Regions from separate parts of the Danio rerio genome. Here all the other regions are linked to region 2. The links are chromatin contacts, called in public HiChIP or PLAC-seq maps. All regions are on one chromosome and are shown on one strand. The core of a region is the stretch at or near the end of the contact, and the rest is flanking DNA. Distances in the headings are between cores, read along the strand shown. Region 1 holds the start of slc7a3b (solute carrier family 7 member 3b). Region 2 holds the start of hs6st2 (heparan sulfate 6-O-sulfotransferase 2). Region 3 overlaps gpc3 (glypican 3).

Evidence for each region. HiChIP or PLAC-seq counts read pairs in DNA pulled down with a chosen protein or histone mark.
Region 1: a contact with region 2 is called in an H3K4me3 HiChIP or PLAC-seq map of gastrula embryo, with 2.0 times the contacts expected there. The contact joins the promoter of slc7a3b here to the promoter of hs6st2 in region 2. A contact is called at or near these places in 2 of 18 Hi-C or Micro-C datasets (hematopoietic stem cells and skeletal muscle) and 1 of 4 datasets of contacts at active chromatin or transcription factors (gastrula embryo).
Region 3: a contact with region 2 is called in an H3K4me3 HiChIP or PLAC-seq map of embryo, with 6 times the contacts expected there. The contact joins the enhancer-like site here to the promoter of hs6st2 in region 2. A contact is called at or near these places in 9 of 18 Hi-C or Micro-C datasets (caudal fin, embryo, gastrula embryo and 2 more) and 4 of 4 datasets of contacts at active chromatin or transcription factors (caudal fin, embryo, gastrula embryo and 1 more).

What each region holds. Positions count from the first base shown.
Region 1 is chr14:35,400,561-35,404,754 of GRCz12tu, forward strand. It overlaps slc7a3b (solute carrier family 7 member 3b), which reads right to left and starts at 2,923. Exons shown (of 12, transcript XM_001342926.9): 1 at 2,793-2,923. The coding sequence starts at 2,905.
Region 2 is chr14:35,594,847-35,599,405 of GRCz12tu, forward strand. hs6st2 (heparan sulfate 6-O-sulfotransferase 2) reads right to left here and starts at 1,408. Exons shown (of 2, transcript NM_194421.2): 1 at 587-1,408. The coding sequence starts at 1,146.
Region 3 is chr14:35,769,027-35,773,339 of GRCz12tu, forward strand. gpc3 (glypican 3) reads right to left here. Exons shown (of 8, transcript NM_001305618.1): 6 at 4,061-4,172. Among named protein-coding and RNA genes, the nearest start is that of gpc4, 110 kb to the left of the region's middle. Within about 2 kb of position 2,290, at least 6 of the 62 cell types and tissues checked have an H3K27ac peak or open chromatin away from gene starts, as enhancers often do.

The DNA of each region.
Region 1 (4,194 bases), core at 1,673-4,172, 190 kb before region 2:
GCAGGCTGAGTGAAACGGAGTATGTACTGAGGGTAAAATATTAGAGCAATGCTAATTCAGATTAGTGAGTATTTCCAAAAGGTCAGCCACAGTATTTGAACACAACATTTAGGTAACACCAATATTAGCAATAATGAGCTGCAGAACCATCACACGCTTTTTTAAGAAAATAGATCGCTCGCAGGGAAGGTTTTCTAGAGTGGTTTCTGTCTGGTAGCTTGAGTAGTCATACATGTTTCATCAGATCCTGTGTATAGCACTAACCAGTAAAGCAAACCTGGGCCTGCTTACATGGCAAACCGTGGAAACATTTCAATCCTTCTCATCAAAAATAAAAATTCTGTCATCATCTACTCACCATCACCTTGTTTCAAAGAGTTTTATTTCTGTTGAACACAAAAGAAGATATTTTGTAGATTTTTTAACATCAGGACCTCCATCATTCTTCAAAATATCTTCTTTTGAGATTGTTTGGGTTGGGTGTGAAACCACTCGAGGGTGAGCAATTTGTGTTTTCGGATTACCTATTCCTGTAGGCATTTTAACGTAAAATTCAAAACATTTCCTCAAACATAATACCTAAAAACAAAGAACAAGGATGCTTTTATATTTTTCTGATTACGTCGGGTTTACTCTTTACGATTAAGATCACAGAAAATATTTACTTCCTCTCATGGGTGTTGCATAAAGGTATTAACATTTACTTCATAACAAAGCAAACAGAAAATCTAGTACGTGAAAACGTTGTTTAATCTGTTAAATAGTGGCTTATTATCACACTAAAACAGTCTGATAGTTATCACTAAGCCCATGTAAAGCACTGCCTTTGGACATTGATGTCATTGAACAATCATTAGTGTAGGGGATTCATTATTCATTATTTTCCAGTACATCAGACTGGGAGATGTTATGTTAAATAACACCTCCTGGAAGAGGAAACAGCAGCAGTCATGCAGTTGATGTGGTCCTGCCCTAAACATTCCTCTGCCATGAGCGATTAACCAGAAAAAAACATTTCAAAGATTAAATAAACTAGCTACTATAACAGGTTGGATGTGATCCATTCACAGGTAGCATGAACAGGATTGTCTGCTTCACTCAATTGAAAGCTTACTGGTTTGAGAGTCTCATTTAAAAGTTTAAGATGATGACTAAATGCCCATGTTTTTCTTTTCTTTTTTACTTAAGTGACAATTTAATTGGGGCTTAGCAATATTTCTGTGCTCTTTGTGAAAGAGAAATATTGACCTGAAAATACTATTGGTGTTGGTATTTAGAGATTACTATTAACATGGAATGCACATGCAGCACCTGTCATAACACACCTATATTTACATGAATGAGATTTCATAATGTCTTTCTGACACCACACTCACAGATCAGTCTTTTTTTAAACAATGATATTTTTTTTGCTAAACATCACAGGATATTTGTTCAGCCTATGATGATTTATTCATTAACTCATTCTGAGCTCAATGATGATCTAAGTCTATTTTATTTAGGGCTAAAATATAGTAAAAACAGGGAGCAGAGATTGAAATTCAGTACATTTTAAGACCTTTTTAAGACTCTGCATACATTTTAAGACCTCATCACCACTTCAGGTTTCAACCAGTAAAATTGGCGACATTTTAAATTGCAATATATTTACTGACTGTTAATACTGATTGCAAGAAACTAATCCTAAACTAAAACTGTATTTATATACTGAATAAAAATGTTAATCCGGCCTTTACAACAGCAGGAATAAGTGTTTATCTGGTTTACTGCAGAAAACGAAGCCGTGTGATGTCTAATTTAGCAGAATTTGTTTGATTTCATAAACTACACAGCAAACTTATATACAAAATTCAGGCAAGCTTTAGCATACTGATATAAAATTTAATATATTTTAAAATAGCATTTAAGACTTTTTAATAATTTTTAAAGGGCCTTAAATTTCTTTAAATTAATTTATCAATTTTTAGGACCCCGCGGACACCCTGTAATAACTACAGGCAACAACAACAACTAAAGTTTTTTATGCACCTGCCAGTTTTGCTGTTTTACAGATGGATATTCAACCATAATTTGCCTGGTTATATACACAGTAATTTAATGTACATAAATGCTTTTATTTTCCTGAACATTCGCACAATTTCAAAAATTGTGGGGATTAAAGAGATTCCCCAAATTCCTCACTGTAAAAACTCTTTACTCGTGTGTCACAAAGATTAAACAAGAATTTTCAACAGGGCTTCAGATATTTATGCAAGAAATTATATTTATGTGAAAAAGTACGTAACGTTATATTTAAACGTAATATTATTACTGGAGTATGGTATTAGTTATTTGTACAGGTATTGATAGTTTTTTTTAGACAATTGACCTATAATGTCATGCTTGAAATCATGTTCACATAAAGAAGAACTGACACGTTACCTGAGACAAGTTTATTTCATTTTGAAAAAATAGCGTATCAGTGTAAATATATTCCTTTTAAAACATTCTAAATGTCAATGACATATTTTTATTTCTCCAGTCTTATTAAAATAAAAGCGGCAATAACGTTAAATAAATAACTATAAACAAGCGTACATTTATAATCAGTATCTACAAGCACGCGCGCCATTTCTACCACGAGGAAGATGATAAACATACGGGATTTCCGCTTCACAGTCAACGTTAACGAATCGCTTAATACAAAACCCCTTACCCAGACCGTTCAGTTTATAAATATTTCTTACATCTTTACCTCAGACATTTGACGACTTAGAAGGAACTGTTAGGAGAATGAAGGTTAAAGACCTTACCCTCTACTGAGATGATGTGCTGAAGATCCAGCGGCTCGCACGCAGACAGACAGCAGACACGCTGAGCAGCGTTCACGGAGCAGACGAGAGAAATGAGCAACAGAGCAGGACATGCGATACTAAAGTCACCCGGAAATACCAACCTTTTAAGGAAAATACTTTATTTTCCCCCCATGGGTAGGGTTACTCTGACGTCAAGAACAATGCCCATTGTAGAGAAACGTGTTCCATTGAACTAAACTAGTTTGCATTTGTTCTCATGTATATTCATTGTTTTTTTAAGTTAATATTTTTTTACAGATTAAAACTGTAAAGAACAACCATTTGTAATTTGTATTTATTAATACATCATTACATAAAACGTGTGCTCAAGATTTCAGATTATAAAACTCTGAATAGGAGCAATTCAGCGTTATGGATGTGACATTTTCAGTAAAAACTAAACATAAACACACAAAGTATATTAACATTATATTGAAATATCCAATAATATCCTGTTATTTTCCAAAAGAATCAACCAAAGTTATGGGATCAGAAAAATATTAATCTGTAAACTTTTTTTATATTTTAAATTAGGAAAATAAACATATGTTATGGATATGACTTTGTGAGTTCCCTTGAAACAACATACTCCATAGAAATTAAAGGGTTGTCTTGATACCATTAATTCATGTCATTATACTATACCAGCTAAAGTATCGCGATACCAAGCAGTATTGTAATACTGTAATTCATAACTCAAATTCTTGAAATAAAGAAAAAATTCAGAAATACTATATTTTATGTTATAATAGGCCTACATGAATGTAAATAATAATTCCATTATTATTGAAAAAAGTGTTTGCACGTCTCTTCGGCTAAAATGTATTCATGCCAACAAAGAAATACATTCAAATAAAAAACTAATTATTCCAAATGAAACTGGCTACAAAAAAAGCATTTTTCAATGTTTCCTGTTGCTGTTTTGGGTTTTTCATCCAATGTCTTTCAGTCTTATTGGGTAAAAATTCAAAGTCATTCAAAGTGTTGTAGCTATTAAATCATATTGACAGGAGCAGAAATTAACGGATTCAGATTTGAACTGAAGCATAAAAAATATGCAATAGGCTACCATAAAAAGTGCAAATTCGACAGTTTTGTAACCTTAGAAGGCTTCATAGACTACTAAAATTAAATCGTCTATTTTTACACAAACGTGTGTGCATTTAGTAACTTTTCCACATGCAACATTATGAATTGTTAATGACGATATTACAGATTACAAACTACAGTGGCACTGGCAGTATTGTGAAGCCATAGTATCACGATACTACCATAGTACCAGTAAACTGTGCAAGTCTAAGAAAATCTGTGAATTAAACTGCATAGCCCAAAAGAAATAATGCTAATCCAAAGGATAAGT
Region 2 (4,559 bases), core at 158-2,657:
CAAGAGTTTTAGACTCTGTGTTTGATTTTCTTTTTTATGTACAAGATTGTGCCGTCGAACTGTTGTCTAAACGCAATATCACACTTGTAGCAGTGTGCTATGGCTGTATATCAGCACTGGAGGGGCGCTAAGGCACAGCCTTTATATTTGGAGACTCGTGGTTTATATAACACGAGTCTCCAAATGCGAACATTATCAAACACTGTGGGTCTCATAATGCTACAGGGGGTTTATTTAAAGGACAGGCCTGAGAGAATGGCAGATGTTCTGGTGCCAGCAGGCTGTCTGCCCTCCGGGGTGTCTGAAAGGGTGAATGATTATGATGATGGGTCCCCTGTTGCAGGAATGCGCTGAATGAAAGCAGACACTCCGGGGTTAAACCTGACCTGTTGGAGTCCTTTTGTCTCCGCATAATTGACTTGCTAAGAGGTTTCAGAGCGAGAACAATATGAGAGGAAGGAGTGGCGAAGCGCACCGTGACGCCATACAACACACCATAACACAACAAAAGAAACAAGTTAGTTTATCGAGACGCATTTAAACTCATTAAGACACTAAATTAGTTTGGTATACTAATAAGTCTCACCTAGGAGTCATGCGTCTCTCCTGGGACTCCCGGTTGCTCATGAAGGAAGGCACGCAGTTGGTGAGCTCGGTCCAGTCCGCGTGCAGACCGCAGCTCCAGCCGGTGGAGAAGCGGGAGAACAGCCAGGTGTCGCGTTTGCCCGGCCGGTAGCAGGTACACTTCTTCTGGCCCGCATGGCACTCGCACGGCCTCTCCAGCTGGATGTTGCGGACCAGGTGACGGCCGAATGTGGTCCCTCCGGTTTTTTGAATGTGGAGGAACACAATAACATCGTCCCCCTTAATGTGGAAATCCACCGCGCGACTAAGGTCTTTAGTGGTAAAATTAAAACGAGGCACAAAGCGAACCAAAGCACCGTCCTCCGAGCTGTACGGATCTCCCGCACCGGCTCCGTTCAAGCGATCTCCGGGCGCGCGACTCCCCAGCCTCGAGGACAATGATGCCAGGTGTAGTAACTGCCAGTCGGATGTTGAACATATGTATTGCAGTACAATTCCGCCAAAAAACAGAATCATCAGCAGCGCGATGAGTAGCCGGCTGTAGTTGGATTTCCCATCCATCTTCTCGCTGGAAAAGTGAAAGCATTACTCGGTTGTGCGGCGGCTCGCTCACCGCGTCGCGTCGGCCAGGAGGAATGTTGAACAAAACCTGTGACTCGAGCACATCAAAACACGAACACGCCCAGCGCTTCTGGTGGATGTTCGTTTGATTGAAGCGAGTCTAGTCGGTGTCTACATGTTTTCACGAGGCTTTGTAGTCCGAACTTACATCGGATTGCTTTGTGATTCTTCGATAACTTCTGCTGTTTACCTCTGCCACAAATTCGTACTCGCTCTTCCCAGTTCCTCGTTTTCCCAGTAGTCCACATACAACGCCCACATCCGTACACCACTCTTCAAAATAAAAGTCCATAGGAATACTTTTATTGTGTAATATTGTCTTTTTTTTACATTTAATTAAAATCAGTTTGATATTTGTATGTGATTTAAACTGCTTTATGTGTATTTAATGGTAATACTAATTGTTTAATTGTGTATAAAATATAATAAAATTAACTATATATTTAATATTTATTAAATAAAAACTATATATTTTCATATAATTTTGCATCATATTAATCATAAATTATTAGTTAATGTTTTATTAAATAATATATACTTGTTATATAATACATACTTGTAATATATACTTATATAACATATACTGGTTTTGGCCGGTCAAACTGGTTTTAGCTGGTCATTTTTCAGCCTAACCAGCCTGGAAATAGCCAATACCCCTCTAAAGCCAGGCTGGTTGACTAGCTTGAAGCAGGCTGGTTTAAGCAGTTTTTTTAGTAACCAGCTTGGTGAAAGGGGTGATTCTTATTTTGTTTTGTTTTTTTGCCAAAAAAAAAAAAAAAATGTGTACCTCTTTCCAGTTATTTGCCTCATTTTCTATTAAACTATAAACTCTGAATTTAGGTTACATTATTTTTAGCTGAATTAGCTTGTCGATGGTATTGTCAGTATTTTTAAAATATGTAAATTTATTACATCATAATATCAATACAAAAAAGTTTTAAATTAAAAACTATTGTCATTTATTAGGCTAACAAACTGGCCAGCACAACTTTCCTCGGTCAGAATTTGGCCATTTGAATAATAAAAAAATAAAACACAATAATTATGAGCTTCACACCTTTTCCAGCCTCACTTGTAAAAAAAAAGTACATGATTATAACAACTTATTTTAATATGGGCTGCTTTTGGTGCTTCACACTTTTTTATTGGTCATGTTTTCTTTCAAGAATAAGGTCCAAGATTTAGAATAAGTCACTTGTAAAATGTTTACCCTGTTTAAAAACAATATAGTAGCAAAAGATGACCACTTACATCAGATTATATGTTTTACACAGCTGGATGTTGGACTCTTGAAAATTAATTGTTTGCATTGAAGAAAACTGATTAACTGAAGTCACACCAGGATTCTTTCCCAGAGATGGGTTGATCTAAAATAAGCGGTTCATTCTGATGAGCCAATTAAGCATAAGGTAAGCGTGTAAATGAAGTATAGCAATGCACACTTATCAAAAAATAAACTTAAAAAATGTCTTAATATACATCTGAAGTCAGAATTATTAGCCCCCTTTAATTTTTTCTTCTTTTTTAAAATATTTCCCAAATTATGTTTAACAAAGCAAGACATTTTTGATAATATTTTTCCTTCTGGAGAAAGTCTTATTTGTTTTAATTCGGCTAGAATAAATTTTTTTTTTTTTTTAAACATTTTAAGGTCAAAATTATTGGCCCCTTTAAGAAATATTTTTTCGATAGTCTACAGAACCATCATTTTACAATAACTTGCCTAATTACCCTAACCTGCCTAGTTAACCTAATTAACCTAGTTAAGCATTTAAATGTCACTTTAAGCTGTATAAAAGTGTCTTGAAAAATATCTAGTAAAATATTATTTACTGCCATCATGGCAAAGATAAAAGAAATTGGTTATTAGAAACGAGTTATTAAAACTATTATGTTTAGAAATGTGCTGAGGAAAATCTCTATTAAACAGACATTGGGGAAAAATTGGGGGGCTAATAGTTCTGACCAACTGTATATAAAGATCATGTATAATTAAGTTTACTTCCAATAGCGCAGAAAAGAAACTGAAGATTTTTAAAAATATATCATTATACCAACTAACATTCATCAGGATTTAACTCATTAACTTACTATTTATTTAGCATATTGTGGTCAGCATCACATTTATTTACATTAGCAATTAAGGAATGAATTTGAGGCTATGTTTGGATGCTTATCTGCTATGGGAGGTTAATAGCGTTACATTTATATCTGTCAGTGTTTATCTTATCTTAGCAGCTTATGTTAATTTAATAACAAACACAAAGACTGAATAATGGCTGATTAATCAAAGCTCATGATTGTTTTAACTCTTCATGGGCCCATTTAAAATTATCTAAAATAAGCGGTTCATTCTGATGTGCCAATTAAGCCTAAGCAAAGTGTGTAAATGAAGTATAGCAATGCACACTTATCAAAAAATAAACGTACAAAATATCTTAATATACACACACAAGATTGTTAAAGCAATCAATCAACAGATACAGCACGCAGATAAGAAACCACACCACACATCACAATTAAATATCTGCAGTCTTTATTTCAACAAGACTAAGAAATGTTTAATATAACTTTTCTCTTACATTTTTAGCATCTATCTCTCTTGGTTTTGCCCATATTAAGCACATACTCTGAATGGGTAAAATCTGATGAACATCTCTCAGAGACCACTAAATCGACTGCTCATTATTTACAATTGTTTTTCTTTTCTCCTCTTCTTTCTTTAGTCTCTCTCCCTCCTCCTCCTCCTCCTCATCACTGATGTACAGAGCTGTAGGCTCTGCAATCCATCCGCCTGAAGCTCAGCACTCAAACTTAAAGATGACACCGCAGAGGATCGCTTTCCTGATCCGTAAAGTCCATGTCATCTTCACACTGACTCAGAGCAGCTCCACATACAAGCACAAGACACTTCCTCCTTTCCTGGTCTTCTTTACATCAGAGCCATCATAAAACATGTGACTGTGGGAAGCTTTGGGTCATCGGGATGAACAGAAAACACGTACAGCTTCCTATTCATGCCTCAATTTAAACAAACAAACAAACAAACAAACAATCTGAGGTGCGGAGCATCACTGCTGCACAGATCTTTACTCATTTCAGACTTCTTTTCACGTCTGAGGACTGGCCATTCATCCGTAGACACTGAATGAATGAATAAAAGCGTGTGCACGTCGCAGATAGGATTAAAAACAACATTTAAAATTGCGGTGAGGTATCTGAATGCCAATTTTTTTATCTTTTAAAAAAGTGCATGTGACATTAGGAACGATCAAGGACCGATGGCCAGCCCTGTCCTTGCATCAGCTTGTACAATTTTCACCACCCACTTAATATAAAACAATAAAAATGGT
Region 3 (4,313 bases), core at 1,040-3,539, 180 kb after region 2:
GAAAGGCTGATGGCTTTTCATTTGCATGTTGTTGCAATATAATAATATAATATTTATAATATTTATATTTTTATAATAATATTTTTTTTTCTGGAGTAAGTCCTATTTGTTTAATTTTGGCTAGAATAAAATAAGTTTCTAATAATAATAATAATAATAAAACATTCAATATTATTAGATTTTAAGCAATATGTTTTTTAATTGTCTATAGAACAAATCATTATTTTTTGACTTCCCTAATTACACTAACTTGCCTAATTAACCCAGTTAAGCCTTTAAATTGCACTTTAAGCTAAACACTAGAGTCTTGAAAAATATCTATTAAAATATTATGTACTGTCATAATGGCAAAGATAAAAGAGATTATTAGAAATTAGCAAAAGAGATTATTAGAAATTAGCAAAAGAGATTATTAGAAATTAGCTATATATATATATATATATATATATATATATATATATATATATATATATATATATATATAAAACTTTGTTAAGTACTCTTCACATTGATTGATTATCCAAGGTTCCATCATGTTTCTTTGATTAAATACAGATTTTCAAAGTTGTGGTATTCTTTTTGAATAACCCTGTTAATTCTCATAATTTGTACCACAACTATAGGTATGCGGTGGCACAGAGTTAGACCTCTTTCTTGACTTCACACAGAAACAGCAATGCGTGTAGCATGAAGTCACTTTGTTGCATAGATGCTATTGGTTAAATGGTTAAACATGGAAGCAGCTTGAAGCAGAAAACACAAGTATTTCTCAGGTCTGGAGGTATTATAAAGTTGATGAGAACTTTTAATGGCGTTGCAAGTGTCCTTGATGAGAACAGAAACAGGCTTAAACCTGACAAAGTAGAGTTGTTAGTTTTCATTAAGAAAAACAGACCTTTCATTCCGTAAAACGTGATACTGTGACAACAGTAACAACAGAGTTAGGAGTGCAGTTCCTAAAAGCATATTACTGGCTTTGCAAACACTGAGGCACTTTTATTTATTTAATTTTTGTTTACATGCCTTCCGGGTATTTTGGTTGAAGTGCTATTTGTTTTTATTATTTATTAGAAGATTTATTGGAAGATTATGATTATTATTTTTTTAATAACTGTTGTACTAAAGTCCAAAAGTGAAGCATTATGTTATTTATTAATTGACTGTTAAAGCTACCTCACAGAAGTGCTCTGTTTTTGCTAACAAAGTTGTTCAATGATAAAATAAGGTAAATTAAATAAAAAATAAGGAACACCCTGGAAAAACCTGATCAGGGCATCCCTATTAAAAATATTATGTTCAGAAATGTGTTAAAAAACTCTTCCTTCAGTTGAACAGAAATTGGGGGAAATATACAGGAGCCGTATATATATTTCAGCCATACAATTGAAGTCTTAATTATTAGCCCTCCTATATATTTTTCCCCAACTCCTGTTTAACAGAAGGAAAAGTCCAATTTCTCATACACTTGTCCATTTTCTCAAATGTAAATAAAGTAATCAGATAAAAATAGATAAAAATAAACAAATAAACGTGGGGAGAGCATGCAAACTCCACACAGAAACGCCAACTGACCCAGCTAAGGCTCGAACCAGCTGTGAGGTGGCAGCATTACCTACTGCGCCACCGTGTCGTCTCATATTAATTTATTATTCATACCATTTATTTATTTCAAAAGCACTTGACTGCATTCTGACCCCTTCCATTGCCTTTATATAATGACAATCCAGTAGTTACTTGTCATATTCCTTAGTTGTAAATCACTCTGGATAAACGTGTCAGCTAAATGACTCCCTGCAATATAACACAAATGTAAAAGGGGGAAAAAGACTAAAAGTTTCAATAACACGCACACTTGGATCGATCTAACCATAGCCTATAGTCATTCACAGCCAGACTGCGTTGCAACATATCTTCAAGCCGAGCCAAAAACACACATCCTCCAGGTACAGAGGAAGCGCCCGCTGAACTTCCTGTGGATGAGCCAGATGCGTCTCTCTCAGGAATACAAGAATATACAGACTGAAAACCCTAAAGAGTCAAATATCAATGCAGGATCGCACTCACAATAGGGAACAAACTGAACATGAAATATAAGCAGACACACCCTGACACTGACACACACACACACACACACACACACACACACACACACACACACACACTAGGTGATATGACACGCAGCTGTTGTTTTTTAAAGTCAGGAAGGAAGAAAGTGAATGAAAGCCTGTGCTTTGTCTGCATTAATGCACAGATACCGGCAGCCCGTATCACACATGCTGATAATCTACCAGGCTGTGTGTCATAAAGCAGCACGCAGACGTGTGCATCTGTGTGTGTGATGACAGCCAGACTGTTGTGACCGAGTTAAAACCGAGGTGATGAGTTTATGTATGACTGCATGTCTGTGCAATGACTGACACCAATGCAGAGGAGGATTATTTGCAGAAGTTTACTGGTAAAAAAAAAAAGTTTGTGAATTGTAAAAGACAAAATTATATAAAATCAATCAACACCCAGTGTGTTCATTTTAACAAAATGGTTGATAATGTGATTTAATTTAATCATATTACTCTGGACTTTAATGTTTTTTTACAGACAAAATAGAGTAGAACAATAAAATGAGAATAAAATCTCACAAAAGCAAAACAGGAAATAGAAAGTACAAAAATATGACAAATTAGATTCAATATAAATAAAATAATCTAATAAAAATAGATCAAAATAAACAAATAAATACAAATTAGTGCCTTAGTGTCCCACTAGTGATGATATACAGTCATATCACACTGCTATGGGTTTGATATTGTGTTTATACAAGTTTGACGGCAATATCGTGTATATAAAAAAGAAAATCAAACATGCAGAGTCTAAAAACCCAATTGTATGACAAACTACTTTCTTCCGCCATTCATTCACATCAGCAGCTAATGTCAGAACAGCAGAAATCATTGTTACTTCACCAATGCCACTTTAGAGCTAGTATTTGAATGTTTATCTAGCGTAATGTCTAAAGTGATGACAAAACAGGGGATTTTGCTCACATTTTAGGATGATAAGGCTGAACAGCATGAAATGCCATCAGTCTACAGAGAATTTCCAGTATTTTTCTGTCACGGTCGGGATATCAATATAATTATCTCTGAAAAAGCCAAAACCAAACATTAACAAACATCTTATTAATTAATGAGTAAATAATATTATAATAATATGTAAATTAATGAATAAATGTAGTAGTATTTTTAGTAGGGCTAAACAATACTCGTAAAATATGTGAAAAGTATATTTATTGTGATTTCTCTAGAGAAGCGTTTTTAATATCTTTTTTTTTTAAAGGAAATAGGTACTATAAAGTTAGTAACCCTATCTGATTGATCTAATTTGAAACAACCTATTCATGCAACACACAAATGCTTGCCATAAAAAAATAAGTTTTATGATATGGCACATCCTATTATGGAGATGATCATTTGTGCAATCCTTTATTTTTAGTACAAAATTTTGATCACATAATATAATAGAAACTAATTATCATCCAAATACTTTAAATCAATGTATAATCTTGTTTTATAGTATTATTATTTTTTTATTTAATTTAATGTAACAAATTCTATACTCAAAACTATAAAGTTGCTTTTAATATTTTAGGAATATAAAAAAATTGAGCCACTCAAACAGAGGTGATACATTTTGAGCAATCTTAGGTAGAAAAACAAACACTGGTATAAAATAAAACAATATAAAAGTAGTTTTAACAAATAATCATTATAAATAATAACAAAACAAAGAAAATAGGACACAGTTAATATTATTTTTGTATTTTATGTTGTAAATGTTGTCATTTTCAGTATGCCTATAAAGATCAAGCATTATGATAATCGAACACACATTAGCCCTTTAGCATCAAATAAAGCTGATAATCAGTACCTGAGACAATCGCAGCACCATCATACGTATGCTGTTGTTGAAATGGCAAAGTTGGAGAAGCAGAAACTATTTCTAAAATAGTAATGTCATGGCCATGGAAAAGATACACCTTTCATCACATCACAGTGTGACGCACCTGATTGATGTGCTTGAGTTTGTCGATGATCTGACTGATGACGGGTTCTGGTGTTTTTTGTTTGGATTCAGAGCCATGTGGATGAACTCTCTTCAGACCTGGACCAGGAAACCTGCAAAAATAGATGCACATGTCAGTTCTTACATTTAATAAATTACATGTTTTTATGCACATCATACAGTTTAATACTATTTAATTTTACTCCACCACTACTTTAAAGAACATTTCTTTATAGGTTCTTACAGGTCCAAAT